Linked DNA regions of Mus musculus: regions 2, 3, 4 and 5 are each linked to region 1. Evidence: chromatin contacts called from public Hi-C and promoter capture Hi-C data. All regions are on one chromosome and are shown on one strand. The core of a region is the stretch at or near the end of the contact, and the rest is flanking DNA. Distances in the headings are between cores, read along the strand shown.

Region 1 (2,677 bases), core at 98-2,597:
ATCAATGATCCTTGTTTTGCGAGTACAACCTGCATACAAAGAGAGATTCACAATCAGGGGCTGGGGCAGTTAATGTTTTTTTATTACTGAAATCTTTTTTTAACATTCTCTAGAAAGCACCTCTCATTGCAGGAGTTAAGAGATCAGAATATGGCAAAGAATTCTCCAACTACCTCAGGATCTTTCAGCAAGAACAAATTCAAATACTTCAACACCTACTTACACTCAGAGCCCCAGGAAAAGTTCCCCACATCCAATCTCAGGGCACGGTACTTCTTATTGCCTCCTCGAACTCGGACTGTGTGTATGCGGCGAGGGCCAATCTAGAGAACACAAGAAGGCCAGAACATGTGTCATCAAAACGAGTGGGGACTGGGAGAGGAACCCGAACCAGACGGAGGTAACAGTCAGTGTAACTATGACAAGTCCTTGCATTGGCAAGTGGTGTACAGGTGGCCAAGACGGCCATAACCACGCCTAAGGATACGTTTTCATCACCCTAGTTACCTCCAGAAAAAGCCAGACCCCCCCTAACACAGGAAGAACCCCAGTAAGGAACACACCAAGCTTGCAGCTCTCCCACTCCTAGGCTCCAGTAGACCCTAAGCTTGGAGATTAGGGTGCACAGACCCTGCACGTGGACACACTTCCATGTCCAGTCGCCAGCACCGAGAAACCTGAGCCTTACAAAGGTGATCACAGCCACTCGTGTTCCCCAGCAAACACGCTCTAGCGCAGGGGAAGGCAGCCTCTCCCAGTCGTCCTCCCCCCGACCCCCGCACGCACCTTCGTGTTGGCAGCGGGCCGTCCCAGCTCATACTTTCGCTTCTTGTGGTAGGGTTTTCGCTTACCCCCGGTCTTGCGGCGCTTGTGCCAGTTGTCCCGAGAGATGCCTGTGTGTGGGAGCGAGGACGCAAGCCTGAGCAACCGGGCCTCGCCGCCGGCCAATCAGCCCGCTCCCGAGCCCCGCGCTGCGCGGGCTGCCCGCACGCTCAGCTCTCCAAGGTTGGCTTCCCCACGACGCAGTCGGGAGTGTGCAGCATACCCAGGTGTCATCATCCGCGTGCGGCCCGGCCCGCGGCAGCCATGTTGGCCCGCTCGCAGCCCGGAGCCCCGGAGGCGGCCGCAGCGATCTCCACAGCCCTAGCCCACCGCAGGCCCTTGCCACGGCTGCCCGTGGCCCATGGTCGGGCCGAGCATGCGTCGGGAGGCAGGATGGAGACGGATGGAGCTCGCTCCCCCGCGGCCCGACCCGGCCCGCAGCAACACTCACCCATCGCTCGGCGCTGGCTGGAAAGAGGAAGCGCAAAGCTTCACGGTCCGGTTTCTAAAACTCAGCCCCGCCTTCTTTACGTCTCTTCCGGTTGCCGGGAAGGACCTGGGGCCGCGGCGAGCCTGGGACGCTGGCACAGGGGAGGGTCCTGCGGCGTGCGAACTCACGCGGACCCCGCCTCAAATCCCTTGACCTTGGGCGGTCTGGAGGGCGGGCTCCTTAAGCTGAGCTATAGGGCACACTTGCCTGCCTGTTGTGCTTACATTTTGTCCTTTAAATTTTTTTTTTTTTTTTTTTTTTTAAACCGGGCGTGGTGGCGCACGCCTTTAATCCCAGCACTCGGGAGACAGAGGCAGGCGAATTTCTGAGTTTGAGGCCAACCTGGTCTACAAAGTGAGTTCTAGGACAGCCAGGGCTATACAGAGAAACCCTTGTAAACTTGTAAAACCAAAAAAGAAAAAAGAGTAAAGGGCCCTAATTGGAAAAGTGAAGTAGTAGAAGCTCCAACGCTCTGTTCACAGGGGGACTTGACCCTGTATATGAACACACAAAATTCATGTGTATCTCTTACATGGCAGCAATTAGCAATCAAAAAGGAAATTAAAAACAGTTTTAGTTCTGGAAAGATTGGTACTGCAAACTGTGCTCAGGGTCTCTTCAAAAGCATCAAGTGCTTAGGTCGACTCACAGTTCCTGAAATTCCAATTCCAAAGTATCTGACAATCTGGTCTGGCCCAGTGGGTCAAACCTGAAATCCAGCACTGAGACAGAGAATTATCACCAGTTGAGGGCTAGCCTGAGCTAAAGAATGAGCTACTGCTCAGTGGGAGGAACAAGCGGCCGGCTGAGGAGAAACTGAGGCACTAGACACCCCTCCAAGTGAAATCAAAGCAGAGGACAGTGGGGCTCCGGCGTCAGACAAGATGAGAGCTCAGTCAGTACATTTTATTTCTTAAACTTAAACGTCGCCTTGAATGTCAGTGAACGTCTACTTTTAAAGGGACCTCTCACCTGACCGATTTCTTTTTGAATTTTAAACTTTAACTTCAAATGTTTTAAATTTTGATTCTGAGGTTTTTACTGCGTGTATCCGATTTTTTTTTTTTAAAGATTTATTTATTTAGTATATGTAAGTACACTGTAGCTGTCTTGAGACACTCCAGAAGAGGGCATCAGATTTCGTTACGGATGTTTGTGAGCCACCATGTGGTTGCTGGGATTTGAACTCCGGACCTTTGGAAGAGCAGTCGGCCCTCTTAACCACTGAGCCATCTCGCCAGCCCCCCCCCCCCCCACGATTTTACAGTTTTGAAGCGATTTTTTTGTTGTGTTTGTTTTTTTGGGGTTTTTTGTTTGTTTGTTTGTTTTGTTTTGTTTTTTTGAGACAGGGTTTCTCTGAATAGC
Region 2 (2,677 bases), core at 56-2,555, 2.2 Mb before region 1:
AGAATAGACTATAGGGCAGGAGCTGAATATATGAACGTGGAAAAAAATACAAAGCAAATATAGGCCACGGCTTATAGGAAAAGAAGAAATTATCAAGTTCTGGGTCAAAACCTTTTATCAAGCACTCAATTTAAAGGTGAATGTTGGGTGTTTTTCCCCAACCCTGCCATTTCTTTCTGATTGTCTTGTTTTCCTTTAAAACACTGCCCAAGACAGTCCATTAAGCCTTCCTCACCGCATCATTACAGCTCATAGGGGCTAGAAAAAACAAGACAGTCCATCACTACAGCTAACACGGGCTAGAACCCATACCTGCTTGAGTTTAAAGTCTTTGCCTCTCTCCGTGTACATGCCACCCCTGACCTCAAATACTAAAAGAATGGAACTGGTAAACTTATGTCAAAACTTTAATTGTATTTAGTTATTTGTGTGGGCAAACCCTTGAGCTCTAGAGTGAACATCATAGGACAACTCGCGGGAGTGGGGTTGTGGTTCTCTGTGGGTCTCAGGGATGGAACGTGGTGGTAGGCGCCCTTACCCGTTCAGCCATCTCTGCAGTCCTAAAGCAAACATTATTTAAAAAATGATAAGAGGATTTTATAGTTGGGTGGTGTTTTACTTTCTCGGAGAGCAGAGTTTTTTATTTGCTTAGACAACTGAGGTTCACTGAGAGTGAGTGACTCACTCGCCCAAGGAAAAGGGCGTGAGTTGTCAGCTGGGCCAAAGGTTAGCGCCTGGGCTCTCACAAATCCGGCACTTTAACTACCACAAGATCCGGGTCGGGTTCCTCGAGGCCGGTTAGCCGGAGACTGACAGCCAGAGATGTAGCGAGAAGACCCGGATCCCAGGAGTGGAAGCAAGGGCGCGCGGAAACAAAGCACTCGTAGACTCGACGCCCCTCGGCCCGGGCGCGCGGTGGCCGTCGGGACTCGTAGTCCGCTCCCCACAGCGAGGGGCGCGGCCGCCAACGCGGCTGCTCCCTCCGGCCCCGGCCCGCTCCGCTCAGCCCGGGAGCTCTCCGTCGCCCTCCCGCACGGCCTCACCTCGACAATGCGCGCGCACTGGGTCCCCTTGCCCGCACCGGGCCCGCCCAAAACGAACACGACCAACGGCTTCATGAGGTGGAGAGGGAAGAGCCGCAGTGTGCGGGTCAGCGGCGGGCAGCTCGGGACCAGGACGTGCGGGAGCAGCCGACGACAGCTGCTCAGCATACAACGCGCTTCTGACAGCGGCCGGCGCGGCGGCGCGGGCGGGGCGGCAGGGAGGGGGCGGGCAGAGCGGGCGCCGGGGCCCCGCCGCCAGCTGCCGGCCGCCGTGACAGGAAGGGGCGGGGCCTCCGTGCGCTGCGCCAGCTTCCGCTCGCGGTTCCGGTTCTTCCTAACGTGGCTGGAGACCCAAGGCATTTCAGTTTCAGAACCTGGATTGACGTTTAGGCAGACCAGTGGTTCAATCTCCCGGGTTTCCCTTTCCCAAGAGAAGCGGCCTAACCGAAGAGGCAAGCACAGGAGTCAGTAGGAACAACGGCATTGTTGGGAAGGAAACCAAAGGAAAATGAGAACAGTTTGAGGTTTGCAAAGAAGGCCTCTAAAGAGGTGACCTTGGAACCAAGACTTGAGGACTGAAAAGAGCAGAGACTTGGATGCAGTGACCCGCCAAGAGAGAAGGGCATGTTAGAAGGTTAGGGCTGGATAAGTGGAATGGAAAGTCATTAATGGAGAGTTGAGTCGGTTATGGAAAAGCACTTAGGTTATATTCTAACCGCAGGGAAAGACTTTAAGCTTAGCTCTGTTACCCTGACTCGGGCCATTAGGGAAAACTCTGAAGAGAGAAGAAAAAGAGTGAAAACTGAGCCTGGATGAACACAAACCTTTGAAAATTGGAGTCGGCAGTGGTAGCATTTTCATGGAGTTTTTTATAGTAACAGAACAAAGCTATGAATCATGGCAATTTTTTTTTCAGATAACTTGGTAGAGATGGTTTCTAGCAAAGCTGGTACTGTTATTGGCCCCAGATGCCAAATGATGACGAGAGGGATGAGACAAGCTGATCCAAAGGTAGTGAGTTATCTCAATGGATGGTTCACAATCAGTTACAGATTAAACTTCCTTCCTCCTCACTGCTGCACTTGACTAGAGATAGAGTAAGACAAAGCCCACCTACCTCAGAACTCCCCCAGTGTGCTTTAAATTGGGCCTGCAAGCTCACTTCTCGGTCTTTCTTGGTAATGGGAGACCCCAGCATGCTGAACTTCTGCAAAATAAAACACTCTTTGTATTTACATACTTTTTGAATCCAGGGTGTCATTCTTTGAAAAGTCATGGACCCTTACAATCACATTCTTAGCCTTTGGGTTTGGAAGCTAGGATTCTGTTTGTATGTTACAAATGGACTTACCTAATAGTCACAAGAATGTTAGGTCACATAGAGGTGAACAATAAATGGTTGATTGGGGGCTAAGATAGATAATTTGGCTTTGGACCTACAATATTCCAGCTCCCCAAATAAGAAACCTGAAGTCAAAGGCTGAAGCAGGAAGATGATAGGTTTGAAGCCTGACTGTATTCCCAGCACTTGGGAGGCAAAGGCAGATGGAACTCTGTGAACTCAAGACCACCCTCATCTGGTTTACACTTTTAAGGTCCAGACCAGCCAGAGCTACATAGACTCCCATCTCCAA
Region 3 (2,677 bases), core at 115-2,614, 2.2 Mb after region 1:
TGCTGTGGCAGCCTAAGGATCTGAGCTTAGACCTCTGGGAGCACGTGGCCACGCACCTGTACTGAACAGGTACTGAAAGGGTACAGCATGCTTTCCTTGGCATCGTTTCTGCAATACAGCATTCCACCAAGTCAGGGATGACTTAAGGCGCTGTGCATAGGCTTCATGGTGTTCAGTACCAAATCCAGGGCCTTATGAATGCTGGGCCAATTCTCTACCACCGAGCTACAGCCTCAGCCGCGAACATGCCATTTAAAACAACAGCCGTAAGCCTCACAGAGTTTGAACTCAGGTGTGCAGGACTGCCTGTACAGATACCAAGCAATGACTGCATTTCCAGTTTTCCAAAAACCTCCCTTACCTGTGGAAGGTGCTTCCTTTGTATCCTATCGGAACGCCATCTTTTCTGTAAACAAAGAAGGAAGAGACTTGGAATGGGGAAACACAATGGTGGGCCTTTCCCATTTAGGCTACACCAGAGGCTAAAAGGGCTCTCACTAAGATCTGGAGGGGGAAAAAGAGAGAGAAAGAACCCATTCAAGGTGTCACCCTCTCTCTGCATATCATCTTCCATTACTTAAGACCTGTTCATGGTTCTCCAATACCCTCACCAAACATCCAGGGCACCCCTTCAGGAGTAGGCAGAGAAATCAAACACATCTGAGACTGACCTGAACTCTCCGGTGCAGAATTGCCTAAAGGGAAAGAGAGAGCAAACGATTTAGCCTTCGTACGATCACTGCTTGAAGCACCTCTAATCTCTGGAGAGGAGAGTTCAAACACTGGGGCCAGTATGTCCGCCAACTAACTGATCGGGCGGATGTCAGGGCAGGTAGACTAGTGATAGAAGTTGATATGGGATCAGTCACAGCCGGTAGCTGTTTGGCCAGTGAAATACCCAGACCACAGAGCTGCAAGGCAATGAATAGATGGACAGAGGCAGACATGGCAAAGACCGACTGGAGGCCGGCTTCGGGCTCAGCTCTGGTTCACTTGGAGCATATCCTTACCTAAAGTTCTCTGCCGTCTTAGGCACCACGTCTGCAAAGAGCTCGATTTTCATGCGACCAACTTCCTGCAGAAGAAACGGGAGACGCAACACTCAGCTCACGACCGCTGTCCACGAAGCTCGAAAGCTCCCACCTCCCTCCGCCGCCTGGCCCAGCCGGTCTCGGGAGGGCTATAAGGGGCTGCCTCCCTTACCCGAGGCCAACCAGCCCGCACGGGCCGCTAGGTCGCCCGCACCTCACCTGGCCGCCAATGCTGACATCGAAGAAGACCACTGGATTGACTGGACTTGAATTTGCCACCGCCATGGCTTTGACCCGGAAGTAGAAACCCGGCTTCCGGTGGCAGGTCCCGCGAACTTCATCCGGAGCGCAGACGCAGTGGAAACGGACCGCGATTGCGCCCCGCCCCGGAAGTGTGGCGCGCGCTGAGGTTGTTGGGAATGGTACTGTTTGGCTGAGCTGGTCGGAGCTGAGGGGAGGAAACGCAGGCATCTTTGTCAAAGTCTGTGGGCTCCCCACTTGCATGACTGTATTAGTGCAATAGAAATGAATCTTCTGCAGACAGCATGTCCTGAGCAGTCACACTTGGTGTCCCCTGTCACAGCTCATGAGCCGAGGATCCCTGAGTCACCTTCCATATTTTAAAATGGTTTGTTACTGTAGCCTGGCTCAGTCGGGTGCTGGAAATGTAATTTTATTTATTTTCTTATGATTGTAAAATTTTTTATTTTTTAATTCACATTTACATCCCCAGTGCTGCCGCCTCTCCCGGTTTCCCCACCCCCTCCTTCTCTTCTCCTCTGAGAGGGTAGAGACCCCCTCTGGTTTTCCCTCCACCTTAGCACATCAAGTCTCTGCAGGGCTGGCCTCATCCTCTCCCACTGAGTCCAGACAAGCAGAAGAAACGAATTCCACAGCAGGGCAACAGCTTTTGGGATAGCCCCTACTCCAGTTGTTCGGGACCCACATGAAAGACCGTGTGTGTGTGGGAGGGGGCTAGGTCCCGCCTGTCTATGCTCTTTGGTTGGTGGTTCAGTCTCTGAGAGCCCCAAGGGTCATAGTTGACTCTTGGTTTTCCTGTGGAGTTCCAATCCCCTCGGAGGCCCTCAGGAGTCCTCAAGCTCCATCGGATGTTTGGCTGTGGTCTCTGCATCCCTGAGTCAGCTCCTGGGTGGAGTCTCTCAGGACAGCCATGCGAGGTTCCTGTCTGCAAGCACAACAGTCTCAGGGATTGTTGTTTGCCCATGGGATGGGTCTCTAGGCTAGTAAATCGTATGGGGCTTTGCCTATTTAAAATGCTGTTTGCCACTGCTGGTAGCAAAGACCAGGAAGTAAAGGCTGGCTTCTCTTATACCACTTTTACCAAGTACCCTTCTGCCTCTGTTTTGGAGGGCATTCAGTTGCTACCCCCCCCCCCTCTTTTCCTTCTCTCATGCTTGCTCCGGCCCAAAGATACTTATATGTAAGTACACTATACTTGTCTTCAGACACCCCAGAAGAGGGCGTGGTTGCTGGGATTTGATCTCAGGACCTTCGGAAGAGCAGTCAGTGCTCTTACCCACTGAGCCATCTCTCCAGCCCTGGTTGTTACACCCTTTAAGGTTTTTTGGTTTTTGTTTTGTTTTGTTTTTGCTTTTGGTTTTTTGAGACAGGGTTTCTCTGTATTG
Region 4 (2,677 bases), core at 85-2,584, 2.1 Mb after region 1:
CTCTTGAACACGATAACTGCCAAATAAGCTAGTTTATACAAGAGAAAGAGAACACTAGAAGCTTTTAAAGCAGCCAGGCTCCGACACTGTAAAAGAGTCTTCAGGGGAAGTCTTGCTAAGAGAAGGAAACTGGAGTCCCACTTAGCCCTATGAGCCTCTCCACCTCAAAGATCTCATTTTACAGATCCAGAGCTCCAGAGAGAAACAATCAAAACCAATCTGTCAAAACTTCTACGGTCTTTTCCATTATTTTGCATATCTTCTTTATTTTACCTATTATGGAAACCGACGCCTAAGCTCTGGACATAGTAATACTGACTGTATCCACTGAAATTCACCATGTGTGACAGCGACCCTTGTAATACCCAGCCTTTGGGAGGCTGAATTCAAAGCCAACCTGGGCTATACAGCAAATGAAACTACCTCCAGTTTTATTGTGTGTGGTCTTTTTTTCAATAGGAATTTTACCCTGTGCCTTTTTGCATGCTGTTTTTGGTAGTGCTAAGAATCAAATTCAGGGCTAGGCAACAGTAAACTACAACCCCAGCAGTTTTTGTTTTATTTTGTTTTGTTTTTTTAAAAAGGAAAGAAAGAGCATATATTTAAGTTCCACAAGCTCCTGGGTAACAGATAAAGACCTTATGGGAAGCAGAATAAAATGTGACTATTTAAGAATTTGGTATAGAAGCCATACATTTAATCCCAGCATAGGGTTTTGGGGTTGGAGGGTGGGGGAGGAAGGTGGATCTGTCAGTTCGAGGCCAGCCTAGTCTATAATATAGAGAGTTCCATGACAGCCAGAGTTATGTAGAAAGGCCCTGTCTCAAAACAAACAACAACAGAGGAATTGGGATAGAGTGATCCTCTTCGTGTGAAATGGAATGGTAACTTCAGTACTGCCGAGTTCACAGGCTGTCCCGAGCCCAAAGAGGCAGGGTAAAGTACGGAGATGGCTATTCCTCACCTTCTGCACCTGCTCGGCGAGCGCCACGAGGTCTAAGGGGTCCCCGACCCGGTGGGTGTGGTAGGGGCTCACCAGAGCCAGGCCGCCGGGGGTCGGGGTGAGCTCCACCAGGGCTCCTGCGATACACACCCGAACACAGGCGTAAGTTGAAACCCTCAGCCTTCCGTGAGCCAGCAGGAAAGAGCCACCCGGCTGCGACCTCCTACCCAGGCAACTCAGTCCCACCTACCTCCAGGACCCGCCGCCTCCTTCACCCCCAGATTTCCCGTACCACTTTCGTACCGGCCGGGAACCCCGGGGTCCGCCATAACAGCACCTCGGTCCCACCACCCGCAGGGAGCTCAGTCTAAAGCGCAGGCGCACAACAGCTTGTGGGCGGGGTTTTCTCGTTCTCAGTCCATTGAGCTGTGCGCATGAGATTAGAGGCGGAGCCTCACGAAGAGTAAGTGTTTGGATTGGTTGAAAGCAAGAGGCGGTACAAGTTTCCTTGCCACGAGCTTCTGGACTTGGGGCGTGGCTCGTCTCTGGGCGTGGCTTCTGTGGGGGGCGGGACTCTGGAATGTGCCCCAGGCGAGCAGTCCCGTTAAGTGGAGGAGCAAGGCCATGGCGGTGAGCGAAAGGAGGCTGCTGGCAGCGATGCTAGCGGTCGCCGCCGCCGCCGCCTTACGGGTTGCGGCGGAGTCTGAGCCGGGATGGGACGTGGCAGCCCCTGACCTGCTTTACGCAGAGGGGACCGCGGCCTACTCGCGCGGGGACTGGCCCGGGGTGGTCCTGAACATGGAGCGGGCGCTGCGCTCGCGGGCGGCCCTGCGTGCCCTCCGCCTGCGCTGCCGCACACGCTGTGCCACCGAACTGCCGTGGGCACCGGACCTGGATCTCGGTCCGGACCCCAGCCTGAGCCAGGACCCGGGCGCCGCCGCCCTGCACGACCTGCGCTTCTTCGGAGCCGTGCTGCGCCGTGCCGCCTGCCTACGCCGCTGCCTCGGGCCGCCCTCTGCCCACTTGCTGAGTGAAGAACTGGACCTGGAGTTCAACAAGCGGAGCCCGTACAACTACCTGCAGGTCGCCTATTTCAAGGTGCGACTGGTCCGGAGCCCGGTGGCCGGGAGCGACCTGGGGAACTTGGGGAGCAGAGCAGGGATGAGACGGCAGGGAGGCAAGGGACCTCTTGGCTAGGGAGCTCTTGGCGGACTTTGGGAGCTTCACCCGGTTCTTATGGGCAGATGCTAACCCTAAAGGTCCAGCCAGTAGTGACAGCCCAAGCCAAGAAAAACCTGACCTTTTTCTTTTGGGAAGGCCTCCTAGAGGGAACCGAGGCGGCCGCTAGGGTCTCCCAGCAGTACTTCATTGCAAGTGTCCAAGTGCTTCTGCAACATCTTCCTTCCGGTTCGTTCTCCAATCATGCTTTCCCTGCTCCCTAATCCAACAGCAGCGCTCTTTCAGGACGTGGGATTGCCACGTCGCCAGCAGGGGCTGCCTGGCTCCGCCCTGTGGAGGACCCTCTAGCTAGTATTTTTGGGTTTTTTGTTTTTAAGAAAATGACTGTCTTTTGGGATGCCACAGCGATTTAAGGCCAAGTCAATAAGCGGGCTTGGAACGCCAGCCTTGTCTGCCCGTGATGACTGGTAACATATATTTCCAGGACTCCGTTAAAGCACTTTACGTTTGTTTATTGCCTCATTTGCCCTGATACATACAGTATCCTTTGAGTAA
Region 5 (2,677 bases), core at 69-2,568, 2.0 Mb after region 1:
AGCCCATAACAGCTCATATTTTTTAAAGGTCCTACAGAGCACTCGACCTAGGGCTAAGCGGTCCAATGCACCATCTCAATTCATTTTTACAGCACCTCTGCCTCCCGAGTGCTGGGGTTGAAGGCATGAGCCGCTACATCTAGCTCAACTATTAATTTCTCATACTTACTTTAGAAATGATGAAACTGAAACTCTGAGAAATCAAGTCACGTGCCTAAGAGCACACAGTAGGTGGCAAAACTGAAGCCCAAGTTGATTCCTCCAAAGCTGAGGTTTTTAACCATTCCACCAGGACTGGAGGTAGAGACGGTGCTACGGCACTTAGGAAATGAGAAGGCACCTCTCTGAAGAGGGCAGGGAGGGAGCTTCACTGAAGAGGTGAAATTTAAACTATGACTTGCAAAATAGACAGATGAGCAGGACCAAGGCTGGCAGAGACGGAGAGTCCATCCCTGACTGAAAAGGCAGTGTGGAAATAACACAAAGTCACCTTGCATTACAAAGATCGGAGGGAGAAGAGACCTAGTGCATGTGGGGTTTTCTTCCTCGGAGCTCAGCAGCACAGAGTCGCCAGCAAGAGTGCGGAGGAGGGATGAGTTCTAAGAACAAGGCAAGAAGATGAGGCTTGGTGATCACAGACGATGAAGGACAAGAGCCTGGATTAGAAGGAAGAGACCAAGCTGGGGTCCGAAAGATTAAAGTTCTAGATCCGGGTTCGAGTCAAGGGTACCGGGAGTAACTTGGAAGGACCGGGGACAGAGTGTGAAAAATTAAGGAAGCACTCACCGGAGCTACATAGCGATTCAGAGACGGATCATCAAAGGAGCCAAAGAATCTGAGGTGGCCTGGGAGAGGGGACAAAGGCTGCAGCAGTGTCCAAAGAGCCTAGTTAAGTGGGGAAGGAGGATAAAGCTGGAGGAGTCAGCTGGGAAAGCTGAAGGACGAGAGTTGGGTTCAGAGATGTCCATGAGGTTGGGACTGGAGCTGGAAGAGTACAAGGGGCGACTCTAAAGACACGGTGTGTGGGAGGGGCATGGAGTGGTCCAAGGCCAACAGTAAGGCAGGGAGGGTAGTAAGACTGGGTCATCCGAGGACTGGGGACGTGATCGCAGCGGAGGGACACACGGTACCCGGCGGCCTTTGGGACTCGCAAAACAGCAACTTCCCAAACATCAGCCTTCAAGGCCTTCGCAAGAGCGAAGGGGCCAGGCTCGAAGCGCCCCGTGCCTCGCGTTCGCCTCCCCCATAACCCCCACGTCACCTCTACACAGCCGCGACCCACTTCACTCCCGCGGCTCGGTCAGGGACAGCGGCGCCTCGGTGGGCGGGGGAAGGAGCCGGAGCCGGAACCCAGAGAGGATCCGCCTTCACAGCGTTCGGATTGGATCCTGGGAACGTTCTTCCTCTCTATTGGCTATACTAACTGTCACACTGCACAAGACCTAGTAGGACGGCCAATAAACATTGGTTTAGTGCGCGGCATGCTGGGAGTTGTAGTTCGGAGGTTTGCTTCGCTGAAAACATTTGCCCAGTTCAGAACTCAGCGGTGAAGCTGTCATCACTTCTAAGGTCATCAGGTTTCTTTTCTTTTTGTCTTTTGAAGCGGTGGCCCTCGATAGAAACCTCGCAGTTCATTTAAAGTTTATAGTTTAAAATTAAAAGGACATGTACCAGGAAAGGAATTTAAAAATAAAGTAGTTCGATCTCTTTGTCCGAGAAGCTAAGTGTCCTCTCCCAAGGAATGACCTCCAGCCAGGTCGGCCAGTGGCCCAACGTAGGTTTTGGTTTTTTTTTTCTGTGTCCTATGTGATCCTGTTAACCCAAAAGTCTCGCATCAATCTGGATATAATAGACCAGTAAGTTATCCAGAGATGGTTTTTGTTTGGTTGGCTGGTTGTTGTTTTTCCCAGATTTTATTTTGAAGAACAATAAAGATTAAGAACTTGAAAGATAAAGAGGATAAAGAAAGTTGATGTGTAAGCTAACTACGAGCTTTTCCTGTTTGTGTGGTCTTTCAATGGTTGTCTTTGTAGCTGGTAAAGCTTTAGAGCTAGTGATGACCCGGTGATTAAGAACACTTACAGCTCTTTCAGGGGACCTGGATTCCCAGCGCCCACATCAGGTAGTTTATAACCACCTGTAACTCCAGATCCAAGGGATCCAATGCCCAATTCTGGACAATTTGAGAACCTGCACACAAGAACACACACTCACACACACACACACACACACACACACACAAAATCAGGAAAGAAAAAAGAGAGGGTCAAGTTTTATAATCCCACCTCTCTCCTCTATAAAATTCCTAGCACAACTATTGTAAGGATATAAGGACTGAGTGGATAGACAGACAGTCAGACAAATAGGCAGACACACAGACAAACATTTCCTGCTTCTACAAATAGCTCTATTCTCTATTGGTAAATTCTCTCAATAGGTAAGACTAGCATGAGTTAGTTAGCCAATAGGATTGGCTACTCAAGCAATTATGTTTGGAGCTGAGGATGTGTGTGACGTGTAAGTATCTATTACACACTATTAGTTTATAAATTGATAAAAATAAAACATCAAAAGTCAGACTCAGGAGTAAAACTGGGTTTATTATGAATGATGTCTAAAGTTTGCTTGAATTGTGGCTGAGCTATTCAGAAACCAACCCCGTAATGTGTTTTCTCCA

The links. Promoter capture Hi-C pulls out the DNA fragments that hold promoters and counts their contacts. Hi-C and Micro-C count contacts between places; a contact is called where the count stands out from the background.
Region 2: a promoter capture Hi-C map of pre-B cells shows a contact between it and region 1, with 3 times the contacts expected there. The contact joins the promoter of Cmpk1 here to the promoter of Rps8 in region 1. A contact is called at or near these places in 3 of 39 promoter capture datasets (cranial neural crest, pre-B cells and second pharyngeal arch cranial neural crest).
Region 3: a promoter capture Hi-C map of hippocampal neurons shows a contact between it and region 1, with 3 times the contacts expected there. The contact joins the promoter of Ppih here to the promoter of Rps8 in region 1. A contact is called at or near these places in 2 of 39 promoter capture datasets (erythroid cells and hippocampal neurons).
Region 4: a promoter capture Hi-C map of hippocampal neurons shows a contact between it and region 1, with 2.3 times the contacts expected there. The contact joins the promoter of AU022252 here to the promoter of Rps8 in region 1.
Region 5: a Hi-C map of B cells shows a contact between it and region 1, with 5 read pairs. The contact joins the promoter of Zfp691 here to the promoter of Rps8 in region 1. A contact is called at or near these places in 2 of 39 promoter capture datasets (frontonasal cranial neural crest and hippocampal neurons) and 1 of 484 Hi-C or Micro-C datasets (B cells).

What each region holds. Positions count from the first base shown.
Region 1 is chr4:117,154,785-117,157,461 of GRCm38.p6, forward strand. It overlaps Rps8 (ribosomal protein S8), which reads right to left and starts at 1,348. Exons shown (of 6, transcript NM_009098.2): 1 at 1,274-1,348; 2 at 787-893; 3 at 224-323; 4 at 1-29. The coding sequence starts at 1,277. Snord55 (small nucleolar RNA, C/D box 55) reads right to left here and starts at 1,064; the gene lies at 987-1,064. LOC115490046 (a small nucleolar RNA gene) reads right to left here and starts at 505; the gene lies at 402-505.
Region 2 is chr4:114,985,923-114,988,599 of GRCm38.p6, forward strand. Cmpk1 (cytidine monophosphate (UMP-CMP) kinase 1) reads right to left here and starts at 1,306. Exons shown (of 6, transcript NM_025647.3): 1 at 1,044-1,306. The coding sequence starts at 1,211.
Region 3 is chr4:119,319,159-119,321,835 of GRCm38.p6, forward strand. It overlaps Ppih (peptidyl prolyl isomerase H), which reads right to left and starts at 1,365. Exons shown (of 10, transcript NM_028677.4): 1 at 1,251-1,365; 2 at 1,011-1,075; 3 at 672-695; 4 at 362-406. The coding sequence starts at 1,316.
Region 4 is chr4:119,231,390-119,234,066 of GRCm38.p6, forward strand. AU022252 (expressed sequence AU022252) reads right to left here and starts at 1,335. Exons shown (of 5, transcript NM_001012400.2): 1 at 1,194-1,335; 2 at 965-1,080. The coding sequence starts at 1,272. P3h1 (prolyl 3-hydroxylase 1) reads left to right here and starts at 1,526. Exons shown (of 15, transcript NM_019783.2): 1 at 1,526-2,041. The coding sequence starts at 1,568.
Region 5 is chr4:119,172,877-119,175,553 of GRCm38.p6, forward strand. It overlaps Zfp691 (zinc finger protein 691), which reads right to left and starts at 1,319. Exons shown (of 2, transcript NM_001145936.1): 1 at 1,262-1,319. It overlaps Ermap (erythroblast membrane-associated protein), which reads right to left. Exons shown (of 13, transcript NM_013848.3): 13 at 2,581-2,677.